Regions from separate parts of the Sus scrofa genome. Here region 1 is linked to region 2. The links are chromatin contacts, called in public Hi-C maps. All regions are on one chromosome and are shown on one strand. Each heading gives the region's core, a stretch centred on a gene start, on an enhancer-like site or on the middle of the called end of the contact. The rest is flanking DNA. Distances are from core to core; before and after follow the strand shown. Region 1 holds the start of COL14A1 (collagen alpha-1(XIV) chain). Region 2 overlaps MRPL13 (mitochondrial ribosomal protein L13).

The links. Hi-C and Micro-C count contacts between places; a contact is called where the count stands out from the background.
Region 1: a Hi-C map of alveolar macrophages shows a contact between it and region 2, with 5 times the contacts expected there. The contact joins the promoter of COL14A1 here to the enhancer-like site in region 2. A contact is called at or near these places in 1 of 5 promoter capture datasets (liver), 28 of 47 Hi-C or Micro-C datasets (adipocytes, alveolar macrophages, blood and 17 more) and 2 of 2 datasets of contacts at active chromatin or transcription factors (alveolar macrophages and skeletal muscle).

The regions. Positions count from the first base shown.
Region 1 is chr4:18,922,906-18,930,471 of Sscrofa11.1, reverse strand. COL14A1 (collagen alpha-1(XIV) chain) reads left to right here and starts at 5,361. Exons shown (of 48, transcript XM_013996512.2): 1 at 5,361-5,742.
Region 2 is chr4:18,618,696-18,625,311 of Sscrofa11.1, reverse strand. MRPL13 (mitochondrial ribosomal protein L13) reads right to left here. Exons shown (of 7, transcript NM_001243415.1): 3 at 2,709-2,802. Among named protein-coding and RNA genes, the nearest start is that of MRPL13, 13 kb to the right of the region's middle. Within about 2 kb of position 2,216, at least 2 of the 83 cell types and tissues checked have an H3K27ac peak or open chromatin away from gene starts, as enhancers often do. A contact at or near this core is called in alveolar macrophages, where this site is marked.

The DNA.
Region 1 (7,566 bases), core at 4,112-6,611, 300 kb before region 2:
AATACTATAACATATGTATATATATGAAATCTCTTAGGCCTGCTCTCGCCCTTTTACGGTATGAATAGGACCTATTATGCAACATGCTTACACTGACAGGTTGCTGCCATACACGGGAAACTTGGCAGCTTTCAAAGTCCTGACTTTGATCTGGGCCATGGGGCCCAGAAGATGAGGAATGTCTTAATCACTGGTACAAGAACATGAAAAGTGATTGTGAGAAGACTGGGGGATTCCAGCACCACAAAGACAGAATAAGATGGTTGTAACCTCTGCGATGATTCTTATCTTGCAGAGCTGATGTTTTAAAACAGGATGATATACTTTGAATATCCTTTGTAAAGTGAAAAATCCTATGCAAGCTGAGGCACTATCTCTAGTTTTGTTTGGAAAGGGGTCAAAGTCACTCTAGCAGGAAAAGCGCTGGCCTGGGAGATAAGACATTCAAATTCTAGTGTTGACTTTACTATTAAACCTCCAGGTTAAGTTTGACTAGCTCGCTCATGTCTTTTATCTCAGCTTCAGGTTTGGAAAAATGAAGATTGACTGGAGGTTCTTTGGTTAGCAGAAAAAAGAAATCAGATTTGGCAAAAATAGGGTAGCTCATAGAACTGAGACAAAAGTTTCAGGAAGGATGGGAGCCAAAGATACTGTGGAGCTCTGAGCAGGGCTGATGTTCAAATGATTAAACAAGATGGCACAGGCACAGCCCAGTTGGTAAGGATGCCCATGGCCACACAGGGACCGAGAGGCCCTGGGCTGATGTAGGGTTTCTCAACCTATTCTCTTTGGGCTACTGTGACACAATTCCATAGTCTGGGTAGCTTATAAATGACAGAAATGTATTTCTCACAGTTCTGGGGGCTGGAAGTCCAAGCTCAGGTTGCCAGCATGGTTGAGGGCAGGTTCCCTTGCAGGTCTGACTTCTTACTGCATTCTTATACAGTAGAAGGGGCTAGGGACCTCTCTAGGTAACAGCATGAATCCCCTTCATGATATGAGTTCCACCTTCAAAATTTAAGCAACTCCTGATGGCCCCACCTCCTAAAACTATCACCTTTGAGAGTTAGGATTTCAACATATGACTCTTGTGGAGACACAAACATTCCAACCTTGGCACAAGGGTTGGATCAAAGGGAAATTTTGGGTACTGACACCAGAAAGGTGATGGCAGAGAGGACATTCGAGGTTGTGGGGAGGCAGCTATTTACTGACCCGCAGGGAAGTATTTCAGTATGTTAATAGCTGACACAGCTTTACTGGTGTGTTTCTGCTGGATGTCTAAGTATACAGAGCTATTTATTGGGAGAGCCTGTTGTGACTCAGCGGAAACAAACCTGACTAGTATCCCTGAGGATGCAGGTTGGATCCCTGGCCTCACTCAGTGGGTTAAGGGTCCGGCGTTGCCGTGAGCTGTGGTGTAGGTCACAGACTCGGCTCAGATCCTGCATTGCTGTGGCTGTGGCACAGGCAGGCAGCTGCAGCTCCAATTCAATCCCTTGCCTGGGAACTTCCATATGCAGCGAGCACAGCCCTAAAAAGCTAAAAAAAAAAAAAAAAAAAAAAAAAGAGGAAGAAGCTATTTACTGTTACTTCAGGCTCATTGCCAGGATGAATCAAGAGAAAAATTTAGCACTTTTTTTCTACTCTATGTCCCAATGCTTTTTCATTTTTTATTAAAAAATATTTATTTATTTATTTTTCCTTACACCACTTCAAAAAAGACTTTTTTTTTTTTTTAATTTGGAGCAGAGGTGTCCCACTGCTTTATACTTACATTTGAGGGAAAGAGTATGTGGTTGGCCCAGTTTAGAGCTCATGCCCCTATGTGGCTAGAGAAAAACTGAGTGCCCTGAATGCCAGCCCCATCACGACTGCATCCAACAGAACGGAATGGAAGCAATTGCTTAAAAGAATTTGGAGCTCTGTTACTCTATGGCAAGATACAAAGTACATCACATCTGGTGTGGCAGGGACATCAATCACTTAGAAGGGACCTCAGCTCTTGACTGTGGAACAGGGTCCTGAACGTTCTCTGCTGTGCTGGGGGTGAAACCTCTGTCAACGGCTGTGCTGTTGCATGATCAGGGTAAATTCTCGGAATCCTGAGCATGAGAGAGTCAGCATGGAGGATGAGGGGGAAGGTGGGGCCAGGAGCTTGGGCCACAGTTATTGCTCATAGACACTGAATATTATTATCAGCAAGGACTTGCCTGCTGGCTGAGTATGAATCCTCTTTAACCCAAAGAAGACGGACTGGATGTGCTGAGAAAAAATCACAGCTGGCCATTACAGAGGGGTTGGAGCAGAACTGCAAATATTTAATGGTTTGCTACTGAGTATATAAGGAAGGATGTGGTAGTATTTTGGTTTTCACGGTGTTCAGGAGATGCAGAGGGTGCTACTGGAATTTGGTAATGGAGTCAGGAATAATAAATGTTCTACAGTGTCTGGGGCAGTCATGCTGACCTATCCAAAATGTCAAAGAATTCTGCTGAGAAATACTGCAAGGAGAATCATCTGTAATGGGCTGCTGAAGAAAGGATAGCCATATGACACAGGCAGAAGAGATAGTCCTAGTTTGGGTGACATAGCTGTCATTTATTATTTAGTATGGATTAGGTCCGTAAACACACCTGTCATTTAATCTTCATGACCATCCTCTGAGATGTAATTAATTATCCTCTTCTTATACCCAAGGAGTTAGGCTCAGAGAAGCAAAATAACTTCACCAAAATGAGACAAGCAAGGGGGCAGAGTCCCTTCAATTCAAGTTCAAAAATCTTCCTGCAGGGTTTTAGGGGCCTGAGAGGAGAGAGGCAACAAGGTGTGTATGGAGTCCTTCGAGAGAAACCAGATCACAGTCATGCCACAAACTCGAGGTGAGAATCTAGGAACGATTGCTGACTCCTACAATCAGTCAGTTACTGTGGGAAATGGAATTTTTTTGGCTGTCTTTGATAAGGCCCCAGCCATTCATATATTCTTTCAGAGGTTTTGAAAAAAAAATTTTTTTTTTTTTTTTGGTCTTTTTGCTATTTCTTGGGCCGCTCCCGCGGCATATGGAGATTCCCAGGCTAGGGGTCCAATCGGAGCTGTAGCCACTGGCCTACATCAGGGCCACAGCAACATGGGATCCGAGCCGCGTCTGCAACCTACACCACAGCTCACGGCAACGTCGGATCGTTAACCCACTGAGCAAGGGCAGGGATCGAACCCGCAACCTCATGGTTCCCAGTCGGATTTGTTAACCACTGCGCCACGACGGGAACTCCAAAAAAAATTTTTTTTTAAATATATATTGAGGGAGGAGACCTTTAGTGGGGTCTTCTGGGCTTGTTTCTATAATTTACTTCTCAGTATCTTCCAGACTCTGAGGGCTAACCTTAAGATCAGTGTTGAATAAACACTCCCTTGAAAGGGCTGGAAATTTACGCACACCTGCAACTATGTGGAAAAGTAACTAAAACCTGCCCTTCTGATTCAACATTAACTGAAATCTAGCTACCTATGTTGAAAGTGAAATAAATGCAAGAAGTCAAAAGTTTAAAAGAGGAAAGAAGAATGAGTTAGAACATTTTATATCATTGCAAATTCAATATGCCATTACTGCATATGGTCTTTATGGAACATATATTCTGCTTCCCTATTTGCTATATATGCATTTTTGCACATATTTTCACATTTAAAAATCAGGGAATTCCTAATTTCCAATTATTTATAATTTCATCATAAGTACCTTTCCTTTGACTCAAACTCTGTGCAAACATGCTACTTCCCCCCAAGGGAATTGCAAATAAAGCTAAACTTATCCTAACCATCTACATCTTGGTAAAAATACTAGTGAAAATGGAGGCGAGAATATGACTGTAGTAGGCACTCTTTGGGTAGGGGGTGGGGAGGAAAGGAGATCTAACCAAAGTGGTAGTTTTCTGCAGGAATAGGTACTGCATTTGGGAAGTTCTAGTTTAGGCGTGTTAATCTAGGCTGGTTGGGTGTCTTTCTAGTTCCCGCCCTATCCCGAACCCCCAGGCGCCAACACCAGGTGGCGCTCGCATCGTTGCAATGCAGCGAACTGAACCCTTGGATTTTGTCTCCTAAAAAGTTGTACCCGCTGCCTGACCCAAGATAGTCGAGATCACTGGAGCGCGGAAGCAAAACGGCGGTTGTCTCGGGCCCCATCCTGTGGCCAGACTTGAGGCCCATTTGGAAAAGGACCGACGGAAGAAGGGTGGCGGTAGGGGCTGGAGAGGGCCCTTTGCACTCCAACTGTAGGACGAGCGGGGAAGTTCAGAGCACGGTATTAGCGGATTCAAATATCAGAAAATTTGGGGAAAGCAGAGGAGGTGGCTTGGGAAGGTTGGAATATCCGAAGGACTCCCTTGAAAGGGAGTGGGTGGGTCACGGCCCCTTTTTCTGTATTCTCAGTTGGGCATGGTGGAAGCACGTTTGAGGACCCTTTAAGAGTTCCACTTGCCCTGTCTCTCCTCGCCATCATCAGCCTTCAGTGGGAATGAAACACCTGCTTGTCAGTTTTCCAAGACAAGAGAGTATTTTTTCAAAAAAGTGGCTTCTTGATAATTCTCAGTTGTTGTACCTCCCTCGCCAACATTTGTGCGCACACAACAAGCTGGATTGTAAAGACGCCGCGGGAAGGAGAGGGCGGTCGTTCTCAAGGTTAAAAAATGAGTAATGATGACTTTCCAAGGAGCCCAGCGGATGACCGCGCAGGGCCGAATCCCTGGAGACCTAGCGCAGGGCTCTGGCGCGCCTCGTGGTAGAGCCTGGCGGAGGGTGGCCTCCACAGACCAGGACCACCAGGGTGTTTGATAAATGCAGATTCCCTGGGCTAAGCCCAGACCTGTTGAAACAGGATCTCTACGAGTGAGCATATGCACTTTGGGAAGTCCAACCCCTGGACACAGCCAACATGCGTCCTTTAAAGCATACAGAAATGTCTTTTTCAACACTTGTGATTCTCCTGCACATTAAAGTTTGAACATCGCTGCTTTGGCGTTTTATTACCCTTGATCGGGAAAAGGAAAGGAGAGGAGGGGAGAAAAGGTACTACTTCTTTCCAGCGAGTGTGGCTCCCGAGCGCAGGGTCCTTGACCAGGCTGGTATTTGGGAATAGGGAAGTGGGTACACTCGCACCTGCGTAAGGAAGGGCTCCAGATCTGGTAAAGCAATCGCAGGGTCTTCTGGTTCAGCAACAAGCCCCTCGCTAGCCTTGGCGAGAGTGGAGGGGCAGAAGCTGCTCTTTCCTAGCCCGCTGCGGCGCGCACCTGGGGCGGCCGCCAGGTCTGGGCTGGCGCTCGAACGGCGCTGGGCTGGCTCCTCGCAGCATCTTTTGTGGGGCCAGGGTTGGGGAGAAGAGGAGGAGGGAAAGTGTGTGTGTGGGGGGGGACGCTTTAGGGACGTAGGCCTGCCTCCCATCACCCCAACCCCCGCCCCCGCGGCCACCTTCCGCTTTATAATTGGCCGCCGGCGGGCTTTCCTTTCCTCTTATCTGATTCTGGGCAGAAGGGAAGCACTGGAGAAGAGGAGGCGGCTTTGAGTGGCCAGGGCTGGGAGCAGGGGAGAGTAGGGGAGAAGGGGAGGGATAGGGGCCAATTAAAAGGGGGCGAGGGGCGGGAAGCGCGCGAGAGCTGTGCGCCACCACGAACCTGTTCGCGGCGGATCTTGGATCTTCCTTAGGCACCCAGAGGTCCCCTACCTGGGCTGAAACTTTGCTCTGAACAGGTCAGTTCCAGTCTTTCTCTGCTCTTCCTTCGTTCGGCTTTGAAAAGTTTATTGTTGAGGAAGGGAAAGTGGAGAGGGCGAGCCACCTGCAGACGCAGTGCAATTAAGAGACCACCTCTCCTCGCGCCCGCCGGTGATGGCCCCGAACCACTGAGGTGGGATGGGGTAGTGCACCCAGATGCCTCCTCGCAGGGGGTCACTGGACAGGGAGATTGCAGGCACTGTGTGAAGATGCCTTGTGTTGCTCTCAGGAGCTTTTCCCTCTGTGCTTAAGTGCTGTGAGCGCGCGGCGGGAAGGAGCAGGTTTGGCTTCGAGACAGTAAAGACTCCAGCATTTTCAAGTAGAAGGGGCTTCATAAAAGTGACCATTCTGGTGAAAGGGGGGGGGGCTTTAGGGTTTGTTTTGGAGGGATGTATACAAATAGAAAGCACGGGGTTGCTCGGGAGAACAGTCGATGGAGCTCACAGAGGACAAAACTCACCCAGCCCCCAGTGAGTGATTGGCTCTAGGGGCCAGGTGCCAGATGCAAACAAGAGGGAGCACATCGAGCGCATCAATGCAGGATGTTGGCATTAGTAGTAGCTCTTAAACATCTCTGCACCAGGAAGTCTGAATGCTTAGCGCAGTTTTGCTTTGGTGTCTGGATGCAGGAGGTTTCAGCTTTATGATGCACCACCACGCTGTGATATTGGAGGGTCTTCTCCACTCTGGCTTTTCCACCTCTCCCCTCCTCCCCTCCTTTTATCTCTCTGGACTGCTGGCTGCTCTGACCTCCCTAGTTCGCAGCGCATGGACGGAGATACATCTGGTGGAGCTGGGCTTTAGCGTGCACCACACACAGGCAAGACTGGATTAGGGGCCAGCCAAAAGCAGCCGGCACTGGGCCACTGGAGTGGCCTTAGTCCTAAGCAGAGGTCTGAACACTGCCTGCAAGTCCAGGGCACAGGCACTCGGATTTTGGAGCTGGGTTCTCGGGTCCTCTGTGTGAAGAACACCCTGTGATGTGCCAAGTTCAGGGTTGAGCCTCCCGGGTCCGTTCTGCTTAAGCTTTGGGCTTGTCCTTAGGACAAATGGCCCTAAGGTTCAAATGGAGCTTTGTGCAGCTTTCACAAGGACCTGGATCTCCCCCACCCCCCAACTGCTTCTGGAGCTACAGCTGAGAGCCTCACTAGCTTTGGAAGTTTTGGATTCCCTTCTGGGAATTTCGGAGAGTCCACTGCCCACAGCAGCAGAAGAGGGTGGGAAGGGGCAGAAACAAATATGTGAATAAGACCTAGGTGGCTCTGTGGGGAGCAGAAACGAGAAAGGGTTTTCCCTGAAACTCTGGGGCCCCTCAGCTTCAGAGGGTCAGAGAGGGCACTTCCTACTTGCAACATGTGAGAGAGAGGCCCTGCCCACATACAGCAGATAGGCTTAAGCTGGATCCAGTGAGGAGAACAGGTGTTATGTTTCTGACAGGGTGGTCCAGTTCTGCCTGTGGAGAACCCATTGGTAAATGTAAAAGGAGTGGATGAATGAATGCGTGGATGGTGTTTGTATGTTTGTTTCAAAAGAGCAACTTAGATGGATTTCCTTTGAACCTGGTCCCAAGGGCATGGTTACTATAAAATAGACTTTAAGATAGTAAACACACACACACACACACACACATATTCTTCTCTGGCTGCCCTGTGGCATATGGAGTTCCCAGGCTAGGGATCAGATCCAAGCCATAGTTGCAACCTAAGCCTCAGCTGTGGCACCTCTGAATCCTTAACCCACTGTGCCAGGCAGGGGACTGAATCTGCATCCCAGCATTCCCAAGATGCCGTTGATCCCCTTGC
Region 2 (6,616 bases), core at 967-3,466:
TAATAAAATTCATTGAAAAAGGAGAGAAAACTTATAAAAAGTAAAAAATACAATAGTGAATTAACATTATTAATAGATAAAGTGTTCAGAGAAAGTCATAAGGAAAGCATTAAGGCCTCATTATAATGCAAATGAAATTAAATGCCGAGTAAAGTAGCAGAGCCTTATTATTATTACATTATTTTTAATTTTAATACTGTGAACAGTTTTATAATAAAAGACTTTTGTACTAGTATTAAGATAGTAAACTGGTGCTGGAAATACCTAAAAATAATCATTCCTTTGACCATGAAATTCATTACATTTCTAAAGTTTTATTTTAAATAACCCTATATACTGAAAACACTTACTGGATCAAGATGTTTTCCAGCTTTGTATAAAAAGCCAAAATTTTAAATTGGAAAAACAGAGCAATGATTAAGTATGATACATTACATTGTGCACTATGACACAGTGATTAAAAATAATATTTATAAAAAGGCTTCTAAGAGCTTTATATAAAGTGGAAAAGGATATAAACTTGTATATATATATATTAAAATGTTTACTCATAGGAATAAAGATGATTTTTACTTTTTTTAACCTTTTCTATATTTTCCAAAATTAGTATATTAAAACTTATATGACTACAAAGTTAAATTTTGAATATATAATTGTAATAAAGTGTTCTAAGCCTAATAAAAATGGTATGTCCAAGGCGTAAGAGAAGCATCAACAGAAACATAGAAACAAAAGTGATTAACCCTACCAGGGATGAATAAATAGGGAAGCATCCAGGTTTTAACAAAGAAATAGAGTTCTTAAAAACATTCCTGCCAAGGAGAACAACACATGCAAAGACAGAGAGGGAAGAAAGAGCAGTAAGTTGGCTCAAATGAAGATTCTGAGGCTGTATGCTAATTGGGTACCAGTAATCTGCAAAGATGTTTGGATTTTCCTCCATAGGTGAGAGACTCTACTGAGGGAGATATTACCAGCTGCTGGGTACAATACACTAGCTGGTCACCTCTGGCTGTGCTCTTATTTTCCTTCAATCGCAGTAATGGTACAGGTATTACTGCTTTGGAGATTATTGGTATTACTGCTTTGGAATGTTATACTTTATGCTATTGTCTTTCTATGGCCGTACCCATGGCATATGGAAGCTCCTGGGCCAGGGAGAGATTGAATCTGAGCTGCAGCTGTGACCTATGCCACAGCTGCAGCAACGCGAGATGCTTTAACCCACTGCGCTGGGTCAGGGATCGCACCCACACCTCCACAGCAACCAGAGCAAGTCCCTTTATATTTTTACCATACTATCTAAAATTTTCATGTTTCTTTCTCAATTACCTCTAAAATTTATAGAACTTGATTTATATACAGAGATTTGTCAATAGTAAAAATTACTAAAGATGGATGTGAATTTACTTTTGTTATGTTAAACAAAGGCTTCATGAAAATGTTTAAACGGAGGAGTGGGAAAAGACTGGTTAACAGAAGCAAAAAGAGTTATTCCAAGCATTTAAGATCTACTTGAACAAGCCATGAAAAGAAAACAACAGCAACATCAAAATCTGCTTGTTTAAGCACCATTAGAAATAAAGAAATGATCTGGATCAAGAATGCAAGGTTAATATTTCTAAACATAATCTTGCATGATATTGAAGAAGGTATGCTTAATTAAATCTGTACACAACCTGAAACTGAGGGGTTAACTAACACATTATATGAGACAATCAAGATCTCAAAAGATCTTAAAAGGCTGGACATAAAATTTAACATGGAGTAAACTTAAGGTACTGCAGTTGGATTACAATGCAACTAAAACATACAGGAAGGAAGACACATGGTTGAACAGCAGCATGTTTGAAAAAGACTCAGAGGAGTTTCAGCTAACGGTGAACTCAACATAGCCCACAGGGATAGGGCCTCGAAGAAAACTTCTACTGCAATTGAAGACTGCGTAACTGAAAGATGGAGGAGTCATGTTATACCAGGAAACCATCAGAACACTGCCTGGTGACTGTATTTAGTTAAGAAAGATACTCAGTTAAGATATTTAGTTAAGAAAGATGCTGACAAGCAACGATTGCACCCAGAAAACAAGGACCAAGAAATAATGGAGATACATAAAGGGAAGCCATATAAAGAACTTTGAAGGACCTATACAGATGTTTAGTCTACAAAACAGACAGACGATTATGAAAGCTAGAGAAAAACAGATGATGACTCAATAGCATAGGGATCTTTCTAAAACTTAGACCATGTCGAAATTGCCTCATGAGCTAAGAGGTCACTATTATTCAAAGACTGCAGACCTGTAAGTTGCAAGGTATATTGTGGAGATTTTAGGTATCGTACAAACTTGGGATCTCGCTCACTATTCTTTCAACGTCTCATGTACTTTCAGATGATCAAGATGGTTCTGGAAATGGCAGTAAGATGAATTACAGGAAGAAGAAGGAAAGAAGTGAGAAGACTGGGTAAAAATGAGAAAAATCTAGATCAGAGAGGTTCTATGAAAAGCTTCCAGGAAAAACAAATAATGTCAGGTAATCACGAGTATTTAGTGTTTTGTGGGTTTTTGATTAAGTCACGTATGCAGAATGAGCAAAATTGCTGTTTTCTTAAATTCTGAAAATGCCTTTTTCTTTTATATAAGCTCAATAACATTCTTAAAGTAATACATTCAACCACCTATCTTCCCTGTCAAAGTATTATCTTACCCAGTATGTGAGGAGTATACTTTTTGTTCCCATTTGTTTCCAGAAAATGCAATGTGCCTTGTGTTCATTATGACAACATGATCTCCACAGTCACCTAGATTTAAAAGCAAGAGAGAAAGAAAGAAAGATTTTATATGAAAAATACTTGACTTTAAGAAAATGTGGGCTTGGTTATTTATAAAACTTATCAAAGTACAAAAAAAAAACACTTCAAAAATATAAAGCGAATCATGCTTCTCTTTTACATAACATCTAAGTATAGAAAGAGTTGGCTAGACATTTGGAAAATCTCAACTCTACAAGGTAAATGAGAATTTAATAAGATGCCAATAATAACAATACATCTTTTAAAAGCAAACTATGGCTATTCCTATTAGCTCTGCCCACTTATGATTACACATCATTAAAATGTACTATTAATAGTTATACTTCACCACCTCTAAATATCTAATACAAATTTTCCCTTAAAAACAAGAGAAAATGAAAACAATATGCATATAGATGAAGAAAGACATTTTACCTATACGAAAAATGAAAACAAATGCTGAAATATCACAATTGATTATTCTTCTTTTCAAATTCAGAGAACGACAGAGTACTATGATCTTATGCTTAACTACCAACTCAAGGTTTTCTCCAATCACATTTAACTAGTTACATTTAAACTGCCTCTCTCAGCTATGAGTACACACACATTTGATGCAACAGATGACCTGAAAATTAAAATATATATGTTGGATTAGTTTTCCAGTGGAAAGTACCCCTAAGTCTGGCTGTTCATCCAATAAAAATCCTAAAAAGTCAACATGTAAGTTTTCAAGAGTCACCATACATGACAAAGATGAGAAACATTTTTTTTTTTTTTTTTTTTTTTTAGGGCCGCTCCGGCGACATATGGAGATTCCCAGGCTAGGGATTTAATCAGAACTATAGCTGCCAGCCCACACCACAGCCACAGCAGCATACAATCTGAGCTGTGTCTGTGACCTACACCACAGCTCATGGCAATGCCGGATCCTTAACCCACTGAGCAAGGCCAGGGATTGAACCCACCACCTCATGGTTCCTAGTTGGATTCGTTTCTGCTGTGCCACGATAGGAACTCCAAGTAAACAGAAACAAAGATTAAATGCCTATTCTACTAATAGAAAACAAAGTTCAAACAATTCTTAAAGCTTCTTTATTTGGAAAAAAAACACTGAAAAAATAAGAAATACAAATAAGTATAGTATATGGAAACTAACGATTATAAGATTCTATGCAGAGCTTTGAATTTGAATGACAGAATTTTCAGAGAGAAGTTCATAGTTTACATAGGACAAGGGTAAAGGAAAGAGGATAGAGCAGCTGCATTCTCCTCCTTAGAGGGTGAGGGAGTCCGGTGTGAAGGAAAGACCTGGGAAGCTTGCTATTAGTTGGCTGAAAGGAACGTTTCACAACTTACGACAAATTGAGTGACTCAAGTTCCTAAAAGCGACACATAGTGGGCTACTGAGGCAACTGGGCCAATGAACCAGAAGAACAGAGCGTAAGAAGATAGCTATACAGCCTCAAATTATGCCAAAATTACTTTAGCTTTCATCCGGACATTTACACCTGAAGAAGCTAAAGCCTGTTCCGAGTAAGTGATTTGTCAAAGCTCACATACCAAGGTATTTAGCACCCTGCTCAGGCTCTTTCTGTGACTTCCATTTGGAGGAAACATGGACTCTAACTTTCTGCTAAAGCTAAATTTACTTCGAAATGTTGTTTAAACTTTATTTTTTTTAAATTTTTTATCTTTTTTAGGGCCGCACCCATGGCATACCGAGGTTCCCAAGCTAGGGGTGGAATCAGAGCTACAACTGCCAGCCTACACCACAGCCACAGCAACTCGGGATCCAAGCCACATCTGTGACCTACACCACAGTTCACAGCAATGTCGCATCCTTAATCCATTGAGCAAGGCCAGAGATTGAACCTGTGTTCTCATGATTTGTTTCCTAGTCAGATTTGTTTTGCTAGTCAGATTTGTTTCCACTGAGTCATGACGGGAACTCTGAAATGTTGTTTAAACTTTAAATATGGAGAAAGCATTTTGAGCCATTCAAAATACATCTGTAGAGATCTAAAAGGATCTTTCAAGAGACATTGGAAAGAATACCACAAATTAGGTGCAAATTATGTTTTTTCAGCTCTAAGGTATGAACACCTAATCTGGGAAAAATTATTCTCCCTTAATAACATGTGCCAGATCTCTAGTATTTAATAATTCTTAGAAGCACTTCTCCACTGCCTCTAAATAAAACCAATCAGCAACTAAATCTTTGTTTTTAACTGCATAACATGTTAAAACAAAAGCCAAAATTATGATTAAAGGCTGAAATCCTGGGTACAATGGAATCATTTACATCTAAATTTCTGTTAAGCCAAATAAATAGATATTATTTCAGTTTAAATTTTAATTAAAACATTTTACAACAGGCACCAAATGTATACAAACTGAAACTCTACTGCCTGATCAATATGTTGGAAGAGAAATTAATATCTTTCAAATTAAAAAACTTTTTTAAAAAATTAAAGTTCAGTATGCAATTTTTAGAAACAGGAATTGTGAGTTTATTTACAAAAATTTATCATCTCAGATTTCTGACCTATTTAACTTCCTTTTATATCAGGTGCTACATTAAATGGCAAAATAAAATTCAAACTAATGCAAACAAAGTGAAAATTCAAAAGTTCTATGTCAGGGAATCTAAGGTCTCATCATGGGTTACACTCTCAAGGGCGCTTCTCAGTCCTGTGGCCTCAGTGTTTTGGTGCATCGTCTGCTCTGAGCCAGAACTAACCTCTACTTTTTCTTCAAAATTGCCTGGAAGGAGGGGAAGTAACATTTATTCAATAGCTTCCACAATGCCAGGTGCTGAGGTAGGCATTTTATATTCATTTCCTAACACTGAAAAAAATCTCACAGTCATCTTCTTAAGGTGGATTTTTCTACCTCCTGCTTCAAACCATCTTTACTTTTTAAGGAGGAAGCTGAATCAGAAGTTAAACACCTTGGCTAAAAGTATATGGCTAGTTAATAGTCAAGTTAAGACTTAAACCCAACTCTAGTGCCTTCAAAGACAGCCTTAGCCTGTTCACTACCACCAGGATGGAAAGAAGTGGGGGGTGGAATGCCATATGGAGGTAATGACATCACTTTTCAATTCATCACATGTCTTTTCTGCTAGGTTCTGAGGAAAGCTCAAAAATCCTTTTCCACATACTGCTCTGAGGTTCAAGGTATTTGCCACCTCTGAACCTCACCACATGCCAACTCCTCAGCAAAGTGTTCAAGGAGACCTACAGCTCAGGCTCAGATTTTCCAGCCTTATTTACCAGTTCTTTCCCACACCACCACGTGTACGAGGGAGGCCACACTACTTGCTTTGCTTGCTATTTCCTGAAGCATTATCCCATTATTTCTAGTTCTCTCTCTCTCTCCCTCACTCTCGCATGCATACACACAGGCATTCATAACCCTCTCCCACATCTCTCGTCTTTTTTTCCCTTCCACTAGCAACGCCCTCCTAATTTATCTTTACTTGTTAATCTTTACCCATAGCATTTATTTATTTTTTAAAAATTTTTATTATTTATTTGTTTCTTCTAGGGCCACACCCGAGGCATATGGAGGTTCCCAGGCTAGGGGTCTAATCGGAGCTGTAGCCTCGGCCTATGCCAGAGCCACAGCAAAGCCAGATCTGAGCCACATCTGCAATCTACACCACAGCTCACAGCAACGCTGGATCCTTAACCCACTGAGCAAGGCCAGGGATCAAACCTGCAACCATATGGTTCCTAGTCGGATTCATTAACCACTGAGCCACATGGGATCTCCAACCCATAGCATTTAAGTTCAACATAAATATCAAGTTCCAACA